3 separate regions of the Ovis aries genome follow, and all the other regions are linked to region 3. A link is a contact called in public Hi-C data. All regions are on one chromosome and are shown on one strand. The core of a region is the stretch at or near the end of the contact, and the rest is flanking DNA. Distances in the headings are between cores, read along the strand shown.

Evidence for each region. Hi-C and Micro-C count contacts between places; a contact is called where the count stands out from the background.
Region 1: a Hi-C map of blood shows a contact between it and region 3, with 2.5 times the contacts expected there. The contact joins the promoter of ELOVL3 here to the promoter of NFKB2 in region 3. A contact is called at or near these places in 4 of 16 Hi-C or Micro-C datasets (blood and liver).
Region 2: a contact with region 3 is called in a Hi-C map of hypothalamus, with 4 times the contacts expected there. The contact joins the enhancer-like site here to the promoter of NFKB2 in region 3. A contact is called at or near these places in 10 of 16 Hi-C or Micro-C datasets (blood, hypothalamus, liver and 4 more).

What each region holds. Positions count from the first base shown.
Region 1 is chr22:22,639,139-22,642,146 of ARS-UI_Ramb_v3.0, forward strand. It overlaps ELOVL3 (ELOVL fatty acid elongase 3), which reads left to right and starts at 1,516. Exons shown (of 4, transcript XM_012102841.5): 1 at 1,516-1,801; 2 at 2,699-2,830. The coding sequence starts at 1,701.
Region 2 is chr22:22,944,697-22,947,941 of ARS-UI_Ramb_v3.0, forward strand. The region is part of intron 3 of SUFU (SUFU negative regulator of hedgehog signaling); the gene reads left to right. Among named protein-coding and RNA genes, the nearest start is that of TRIM8, 54 kb to the right of the region's middle. Within about 2 kb of position 1,610, at least 11 of the 54 cell types and tissues checked have an H3K27ac peak or open chromatin away from gene starts, as enhancers often do. A contact at or near this core is called in hypothalamus, where this site is marked.
Region 3 is chr22:22,788,303-22,791,529 of ARS-UI_Ramb_v3.0, forward strand. It overlaps NFKB2 (nuclear factor kappa B subunit 2), which reads left to right and starts at 1,691. Exons shown (of 23, transcript XM_042238744.1): 1 at 1,691-1,807. It overlaps LOC121817625 (a long non-coding RNA gene), which reads right to left and starts at 3,059. Exons shown (of 5, transcript XR_006057642.2): 1 at 1,262-3,059; 2 at 1,033-1,141; 3 at 1-751.

The sequences.
Region 1 (3,008 bases), core at 266-2,765, 150 kb before region 3:
CAGATGGCGCTAATGGTAGATAACTCACCTGCTAATGCAGGAGATCTAAGAGATTTGGGTTTGATCCCTGGGTTGTGAAGATCCCCTGGAGGAGGGCATGGCAACCTACTCCAGTATTCTTGCCTGGAGAATCCCATGGACAGAGGAGCCTGGCGGGCTACAGTCCATGGGGTTGGACAGAGTCAGACACGACTGAAGTGACTTAGCATACATGCATGCACTGGGTCAGTGGCTCTGGGGTTGGTGATATGCCAGGTTTGGGTACTGTTTTTTTCCCCTAATGCAATAGAAAGTGCTATATTAGAGAAGGAAGTGTCAACTAATTATGAAGAGGTGCTGGCTGTAGTAATCAGGTGAAAGATGACACAAAACAGAGACAAAGGGATGTACTTGGGAGTCATTGAGCTAGTATGGCAGGACTTCCCACTCACCCTTAGCTCAGACAGTAGCTGAGAAGTGAAACTGGAATTCCTACCTACGTCCTCTGGTTACAGAGCCTGTGGTCTTATTGCACATAACCATTTATAGCCGCTTCATGATTTTAAATATTTTGTATTTATTTCTCTTAGCATTTGTTTTGCATATCTCCATCGTGTCTCAAACTGCCTTCAAGCCTTGTATTTGCCCCTCATTTTCATAAAGTCTAGGACAGAAATAAGAGACAGATGAGTAAGATCTTAAAATTTTTTTAATGTTTATTTATTTGGGGCTGGGTACACAGGCAAGGAAAAAGTAGATTTGATTAGATAAACATAGACTAGGGAAGAACCACAGGATACTGGGAGATGAGCATCACCTCCTCTTCTATAAACCCCTGGCAGTCTCCAGGAAGCCTGAAGACAATAATCCCAGAAGCCCAGAGGGTGACCCCACTTCCTTCCCAGGGTTATTACTGAGTATCAGGCTGGAGCCGGCAGGAATTCAGGAAGCTGTAAAGAAACAACAGCCTCAACAACCCACTCTCCAAACATCAACACCAACTACCTCGACAATAAAACTCGTTACAATTCATCTCCCTCCCACTTACAACTGCAGACCAGAAGGAAGCCTTCCAGAAGGAAGGGCTCTTTGCTGCCCTTTCCCCTCATCCCCAGCCTGGTTTTCTTCCCAGGGTCTGGGGAGGCGGGAAACTGACACCCTATCTCCGAATGGGGGCACCAGAGAAACGGGGGACACCTTCATTCTCTCCTCATTGCCAGATAGGTCAGAACTGAAACCAACTGAGGCAAAGGTTATTGTTGGCAGTGCCAGGAGAAGCCTGTCACACCCCAGTAACTCCAAAGCCACAGTGGCTAAACTAAGCACATCAGAGTTGAGGTGTGCGAGAAGATGGGAAGGTGGCGAAGGTCTAAGGTAGTGGGAGGCTTCTGGGGTGCTGTCCTTAAGAATGACCAATCAGAGAGCGGCTTGCAGCCCAGGGGCGGGACTGGGGGGTATCTTTGTTGCGATTGGATGAAGGCTGGGAGCAGGGAGGGGGCCGCGGCGCCTAGGACAGCTGCTTTGCAATTTCGCGTTATATACTGCGGTGGCCGCGGCTGTGGAAGCCGGCTGGACTGCAGCGCACGTGCCTGCATCTGAGGCTCTGGCTTGTTGCGGAGTTCCTTGGGTTCTGGATCTAGTCAGTCCTGCCCCCAAGGTTCTCTCCATCCTCCGTCCCCTAGCTTTCGTCCAGCTCCCGGCCTCAGCGACTGCAAAACGAAATGGTCACAACAGTGAATACCTCAGATGAAATAGAGCAGATGTTCCAGCCCTACAACTTCGAGCTATTCCGGGACATGAGGCCCTTTTTGGAGGAGTACTGGTGAGACTCGTAGAAGGGGAAGGGCCATGTTAGGGGCCCAACTCTGATGACCGCTATTTGGGGGGATTGGTGGAATGGGGGAGGGCGAGACAGAATGCCCACAGAGATTTTGCTAAGGAGTAAATGTATCGGATTCCCCAGTACTGGCTTCACGTCCCTGTTGTCCAAGGTACAGGTAGTGTGGCACCTCAAAGAGGTTAGATCTGGAAGAAAGAAAGGCAGAAATAAGAAGATGGGATGAAGAATTTGGGAGGAGAAAGAAACCAAGCGGGGAAAAGTGTAGTGAGAACTGGTCTCTGAAGAATGGGGTTGATCTGAACTCCTACTCCCACCCACCTTATAGACGACTCTCCATCCTTTGTGGCTGCATGTGTGCGCATGCGTGCATGTGCTGATGCCTGAGGACTGCTCTTCACAGTTATCATCTTATTCCTCAAATGTTCCATCATCCCTGCTTGTGGAGAAGGAGGCAAAATCTGGATACTCTTCCAAAATTTCCTCAGACTTTGCCCTAGAGCCCCTCAGAGCTCCAGCCAATTTGCTATGACCAAACAGGCAAAAGCTATTGCCACATTCTTTGTACATCACAGCCTTGGATTGCTTCTAGAAATGGACCAGCAGCTGTCACCCACTCCCAACCCCAGGAACCTTGGTTATAGCTGCTGCCCTGTGTAAAGTACTTTACATATATTAACACTGTCAGGAGAGGAGTGTTATTCCCCTCTTACAAATAAGGAAACTGACCCTCAGAGAAGGAAGTAGGTTTCCCAGTGTCACACAGCTAGTAAGTGGCAGAAGTAGGATTCCAATCCAGAGCACTGACCTGGAGGTATGAGTGGGCATTCCTCTAACCAGCTCCCACCCATAAGCCCATCCGCTCTGCCTTCTGCCTGCCAGGGCAACCTCATTCGCCATAGTTCTGATCTACCTGTTGCTTATCTTCGTGGGGCAAAACTACATGAAGTCACAGAAGGGCTTCAACCTGCAGAGACCTCTCATCCTTTGGTCCTTCTGCCTTGCAGTCTTCAGGTAAGACTTTCCCCACTCCAACCTATCTTATAGACCCTAGACCCTCATTCTATCCCTAAAAGCTCTCTAAAAACCTCAATTGCATCAACTGCCCAAGTTGCCCCCTAACTCTCTCCTTATTCTGTTCTCTCAGCTCTGACTCCTCTCCCCAGGTTCCACTCACCTGTTTTCCTTCTTC
Region 2 (3,245 bases), core at 360-2,859, 160 kb after region 3:
TGACCCTAAAGTTGACAGACTCCAGTCTACCAGCCTGCTTTGGGCCGCCTTTTGTTTTCCTCCACTCCCTGAAACACCTCTTGCAGACCCGCCACCCCTTTGACACCTGTCCCAGTTCAGCTGGGTTTCCTGCCTTTGCTCTTCATGTCTGGAACACAGGTAACCATCCTCAAGCATGGGTACTTCTGGCATCCGCCACGAGAAACCCTGTCTTTGAGGCTCCAGGAGACAACATTAACCCGTTCTCCTCAGACCAAGCTTATGGATTCTGGCCACTGAGATGGGGGGTGGGGGAGATGGGGAGCTCATCCTATACTTCCACACAGAACGGAGACAGTCACTCTTCAGAGTTGGGATGACTTAAGAACTCTTGAAGAACACATTTGTTTCTCAGTGTTTTAAAGGCAGCACTCATTATTTTGCAAACAATAGCTGTTTTCTTCTGCAATCCATTTCCCTAGATTTTGCTAACTTCTATCTAGCACAGTCCAACTTCAAACCACCATGACTAAAGCTGGATGTTCGCGAGGTGGGGTAGGGTGACAGCCAATTCAAGGGGTCAGTTAGAAGCTGCACAGCCATACGCGCCCTCCTGCGCCAACCTTTTAAGAGTTCTTGCCAGGGAGTTGTTTGTTACTGGAGAAAGAGACATCCAGTGATGAAAGCTTTCTTTAAACTGAGCAAGGGGCAGAACTGAAGCGAGTATTTTTTGGATCCTATGCCACCCTGGAGTGGTGTGAATTTTCCAAACAGGCTGCAGCAGCGGGATGGTACTACAACACGGTACTGGGAGGCAGAGTGGAGAGAAAGAGGGAGGGAATGTGAAGTGGCCTCCAGGCCTCACCTGGAATTGCCCACCTTCACTCCTCCTGGCAGCCCCTCTGCTGTGCAGTTTGGGTGGGGTTCCTGGGGATGTCTGGGTAAGGACACTTGAGGGGACCAAAGAGAGGAAGGGAGAGGGAGCGAACTCCTCTAACCACTGTGCTGAACAGCTGGGCCTCCAACCGAGGCAATATTAGCATTTGAAAACCCCTCTTCCGGGGCTGAGGCCTTCCCAGGGTGGGCGCTGGGCCTGAGAGCAGAGGCCGTGGTGGCTCCACACAAAATGGGGCTGAGCATCCGGGGCATGAAGACCAGGCCGGACTCAAGAATGAGCCCATTGTGGCTTTGTCCCAGGCTTGAAAACTGTGACCAAGGCTCTTTCATTGTTAAGAAAGACTGTTTCTTAGCCACAGCAGAGCTCAAAAGTCTGGTTCCCCCAGCAGGCAGGTCTGGGAGGTTGTTAAATACGTGCTCTCTAAACCTTTCTGTGGGTAGTTAAGACCGTCTCACTCCGGATCACACAGGCTGGTGTGTTGGTTCTGGAACTGCAACCTGGGTCTGTCTCCCAGCTGACTAAAGTCAACCCCTTCCCAAACTGTCTGTACAGAGTTGCTTTTCATCATTTGTATTTCATTTAAACAGTGTAGCTTTGTACAGCATGTAGTTTTAAATTGATGTTAATTCTGGTTAATAAAGGTCATAACTCCAAACCTCTATAGCCTCTTCCCTGTTTCCAGCCAAAGTCTGCTTAGAGGTGGGGCGCTGGAGGGAGCTGGCCACACTCTTCCTTAATCCAGGAGCAATGGTGCCACCTACTGGCAGTTGCTATTAGCTACAGGTTCTGTGGCCTGTCCTGTTTTCTGGTAAAGGGACTTAGACCTAGATGGAAGTAGCAGTGTTCCAGTACAGGAGTGATAACATGCTCCAGTGCAACACGCACTGAGTAGGCACACTATTTCCTACTTACAGATGTGGAAGGGCTTAGAGACTGTGATTGGACAAGTTGCCCAGGGTCACAGGGGCAAATAGGCTTCCCTGGTGGCACTTAGTGGTAAAGAACATGCCCACCAGTGCAGGTTAGATGTAAGAGACACAGGTTTGATCCCTGGGTAGGGAAGACTCCCCTGGAGAAGGGAATAGCTACCCACTCCTCTTGCTTGGAGAGCCATGGACAGTGGAGCCTGGTGGGCTACAGTCCACAGGGTCACACAGAATTGGACACGACTAAAGTGACTTAGCACGAGCAAGCACGCAGCAGAGGCAAATAGGACAAAGCCTTCCCACCTGCAAAATTAGCCAGTTGGCCAGGGTTGCCAAAGCCAGCAAGAGATTTTAGACGATAACTGGACAAAACACTCAATACTGTGACTGGTGAGGACTGTCTTCCCTCTTCAGTTCTGATTCAATCCTGCTGAGTTTGTCAGTTTGATATGACTCTTTAAACCTTTAACAGTCTTTGATCCTTGTTTATTTCAGTTTTTAACAATGTTAGATAGGCAGCAGTATCAGTTATAAATTATTAACTTTTTTCGTTAAATTATTTTGAAGTTATCAAAATTATCTTCCACTTTATGACGAGCAAGATTGGTTTTCTGTTTTCCTTATGTAGTATAGTGATATGACATTTCCTTTTAAAGTAAGTTTGTTGGTTTAAAAAAGTGAGTCAATTTTAGGAGGGAAATACAGGTAGGCAATGGGATGGGTGTACACAGATATGTTGAAAATCCTGATGGATGTTACGGGTGACTCAGAAGTGTGGGCAGTGTTGCGCTGTGCCCATCCTCACTGGCTTGCTCCACAACCTTGGGCAATCTTGAGGATCCTTTCCTTGTTTGTAGAAAATGAAAATGGGGTGGGTGATCGTATAGGTGGACCATAGAATGCTGTGAAGTCTGGGCACCACGACTCAGGTTTCTCCCAGGTCAGGCCACTTTACCTGTGAAAGTAGCGACCGTCAGGGGCCTTGTTTATTCCACTTTTCTTCTCCCTCGAGATTCTTCCCTTTTACCGGCTGTATTTTCTTTCTTCTTCTTAAAAACCACCTTTACAGAAATATAATTCACATATTCTGTAGTTCACAGCTGTGAGACCATTACCCCAAAAAGCAGCCCCAGACCAGTCACTTCCCATTCCCCCTTACCCAACCCAGCCCTAGGAAACCACTAATCTGTCTATCTCCATAGATTTGCCTACTCGGGACATTCTGTATAAATGGAATCACACATGGCCTTTCATGACTGGCTTCTCACTTAGCATCATGTTTTTGCTATGTTGTTCATGTTGTGGCATGTATCAATACTTCAGTATTTTGTATTGCCAAATAATATTCCATTGTGTGGATATACCACATTTTATTTATTCATTCATTAGTTGATGGACACTTGGGTTGTTTCCACCTTTGAGCTATTATGAATAATGCTGCT
Region 3 (3,227 bases), core at 441-2,940:
CTCCTCTGCCTCACTGACCATGTCTTTTCAATTTCCTCTTTTGGTTCCTCATCTCCACAGCTTCTCAACATCAGAATGTCCCAGGGTGTAGTGCTTGTCAACTCCTTTTCTCTAAATTCAATCGTGGGGTAATGATGACCACTGTCAAAACTTCAGATACCATCCATTACACTGACTTAATGTACAATTACCCCTCATCAACTCTAGGTTCCTATATCAACACCCCTTCCCAACATCCCACACCCAATTCCTAAGCAAGTTTTATTGCCCCTGACTTTCAAATCTACCTAGACTATGACCATTTCTCCCACTCTTACCTACTCCTACCCAAGTCTAAAGTCTCACAATGGGGTGGGAAGACCTGCTTTGCTTTATACAAATTTAGGGTGAAGAGCTTTGTGCTAGAGTTAAGAGACTGGGTTTGATTCTCACTCTGTCCCTTGTCAAGCCATGTATTTGGTTGTGTTACTTCTCCTCTCTGAGTCTTAACTTTATCAGTTTGGGCTTCCCTGGTGTCTCAGGGGTAAAGAATCCATCTGCCAATGCAGGAAATGCAAGAGACTCAGTTTCAATCTCTGGGTTGAGAAGATCCTCTGGAGAAAGAAATGGCGATCCACTCTAGTATTCTTGCCTGGAAAATTTCATGGGCAGAGGTAGTCCTGGCAGGCTACAGTCCATGGGGTTGCAGAGTCCGAGATGACTGAGCAACTGAGTACACATACATCTTCCCATAGTATCTGGCACATTCAATCTGCAGGCAAGATGAAGAGGGAAGTGACAGGAAATTACCCAAATCAAGGGCCACAATAGTCTCCCTTTATGCAGAGCTACTGCAGGCCTGTAATTCCATAATTAAGGTCAGGGGCAAGCTGCAGGCAAGATTTGAAACAACAGCCTATGTTCTACCATGGTGAGCCTAAGGGAGGACACCTCCAAAAATGGAGATTATTCATGGCACCTCCCGAAAAGAAATTCTATCAACCAGAAATGTCCAGCCCCAGAGGTCAATACTTTGTGAAAATCTGTACTGACCTTGCTGCTGCTAGAAGTATCTAAGCAGGCAGGGACTTCCCTGTGGTCCAGTGACTAAGACTTCACACTCCCAATGCAGGGGGCCCAGATTCCATCCCTGGTCAGGGAACTAGACACAATGAAGACAGAAGATCTCAACAAAGATCTCAGCTAAGACCCAGTGCAGCCAAATATATATATATTTAAAGTAAGCAGACATTGAAAACTATATAAAAAGGTAATTTCTTACATCAAAGGCATTTGAACTAATAATTTTGGATGACTTTTCAACTCTAATATTCCAAACTTCCGTGATCGATGAGCAAGGCCTGAGTCTCCCAGATAAATACCTCCTTTCCCTTATCCTCGGAAGACCTCCTGAGCTCAGGTCTGAAAGTCTGGCCAGCTGTTAACCTGTCATTTACAAAACAAGTTTCAGGTCCAGACACTTTCTTCCCGGGAAGACAGAGGATTATGGAGTCTCCTTGAGGCTCCAGAGGGGCCACCAGATGGCACTCTAGAACCTACTGCAAGATTAACTTCCTTCCTCTTCCTCTAAGTCTTCCCGGCAGCCGGGCCCCGCTCCGGGCGGGACCAGAGGGGCTGAGGCATATCAGCTTCCCCCTGGGGTTCCCCGACTTCAGAGGTGGCCGAGCATTAGGCGCAGCATAAAACCGAGTAGCAGCAGGGGCTGCCAGCCGGCTTGGACAGGCCTGGGTGTGAGGAGACCGGAGCCAGGTGCCTCGGCTGGGGAATGGCGCTCGGTCAGCGGATCCCGCAGCGGGGTGGTCCCCAGGTTAGAGCTAGTGCCTGTCTGAGGGTCATTCTCACTCTGGCTTCCAGAGCTACACAAATATTTCTCCTCCAAGGGGCGCCCCTGAGTCACTCCCGATTGGCTGTGTAAGTCCAGGAGTTAAACTTTCAGCCAATGAAAAAGGGCATGGCGAGTGACGCACGGAAACGTCACGGGAATTCCCCCCTCCCGGGGGCGGAAAAGGGGCTTTCCCGGCTGGAGTCCTGGTGGTGGGAGAGGTGTCGCGACCCGTCCGAGGTGGGTCCGGCCGGGAGAGAATCCTGAACCGGAGCCACCGCCGCGGTGAGTGGCCGGGTTCAGACCCCTGGGTGGTGGGACACCGGCAAGGGCGGGAGGAGGGTCCTTAGCTGACCGAGCCTTAGAGCTGAAGAGCGGCATCTGCGCATTCAGAGAGCGCGCATACGAACAGGACATGCGGATACACATCGATATCCTGTACAAAGATATGGGCCGTACGTCCATCTACACGTATGCCGCAGGTGCACAGGATCGCCCATGCATTCAGACTCGCACATACATGCATACGCAAAACACACTCACCCGTGCACAGGTGCCTGGACACACACCCTCCACGCAGAAACTCAACGACAGGTTCCCCTGTGCCCTCAGATACACGCTGACATGTGTCCACACTAATAAGCTTAAGGACTCTCACCTGTACACGCATGTCCACGCCATGCACACAATGCGCAAGCACATGGGCTGAAACATATTAGACACCTGTACAAGTGTTACATACGGCCATGGGACAGGGGCGGGGGCGGGGCACCCAAAGCAGGTGCGGTGTGGGAATCAACGACTGTTGAGATTTTCGGGAAGAGGGAATGGAGGTGCCCATCCCAACACCCCCTCCGGCCCCTTGGCCTCAGAGACTGCTTCTCGGGACAGAACCCCGGGGCCCTCTACTCGGAAGAGCCCCCACCTACAGGCCTTCGGGGTGGAGGCCTTCCTACAGCAGGAATGTCCCCCCAAAACCCCCCGGGGTGAATCAGCCGTGGCCTCCCTGAGGGTAGAAAATCCCAAGGTTGCTCCAGGAGGGGGAAGGCGGGGGGGCCGGTCCCCGGACTAGGAGCTTCCTCCGGCCTTGAAAGACCCCCAGTCCCCGGCGCCGGCCTGGAGAGAGGAGGGGGGTGCCCCCCCAACCCCGCGGGGCCTTCCCTGGGTTTGATTGCCCCTCTGCTTGCAGAGACGCTGCAGGCGCTCTCCGGCCAGCGAAGAGACGACCTCGCGCCCCTCCCGCCCGGGGGCGTGGTCAGTGGCGTCATTTCCAGGCCCGCCCCCTGGCCCCGCCTCCCCCTGGTATTTTCGGGACTTTCCTAAGCTGTTCTAACTTTCCTGCCCCTTCCCCGGCCTGGCCCAGCCCAACTCCGGATCTCGCCCTCCACCGGATCCTGCCCGCCAC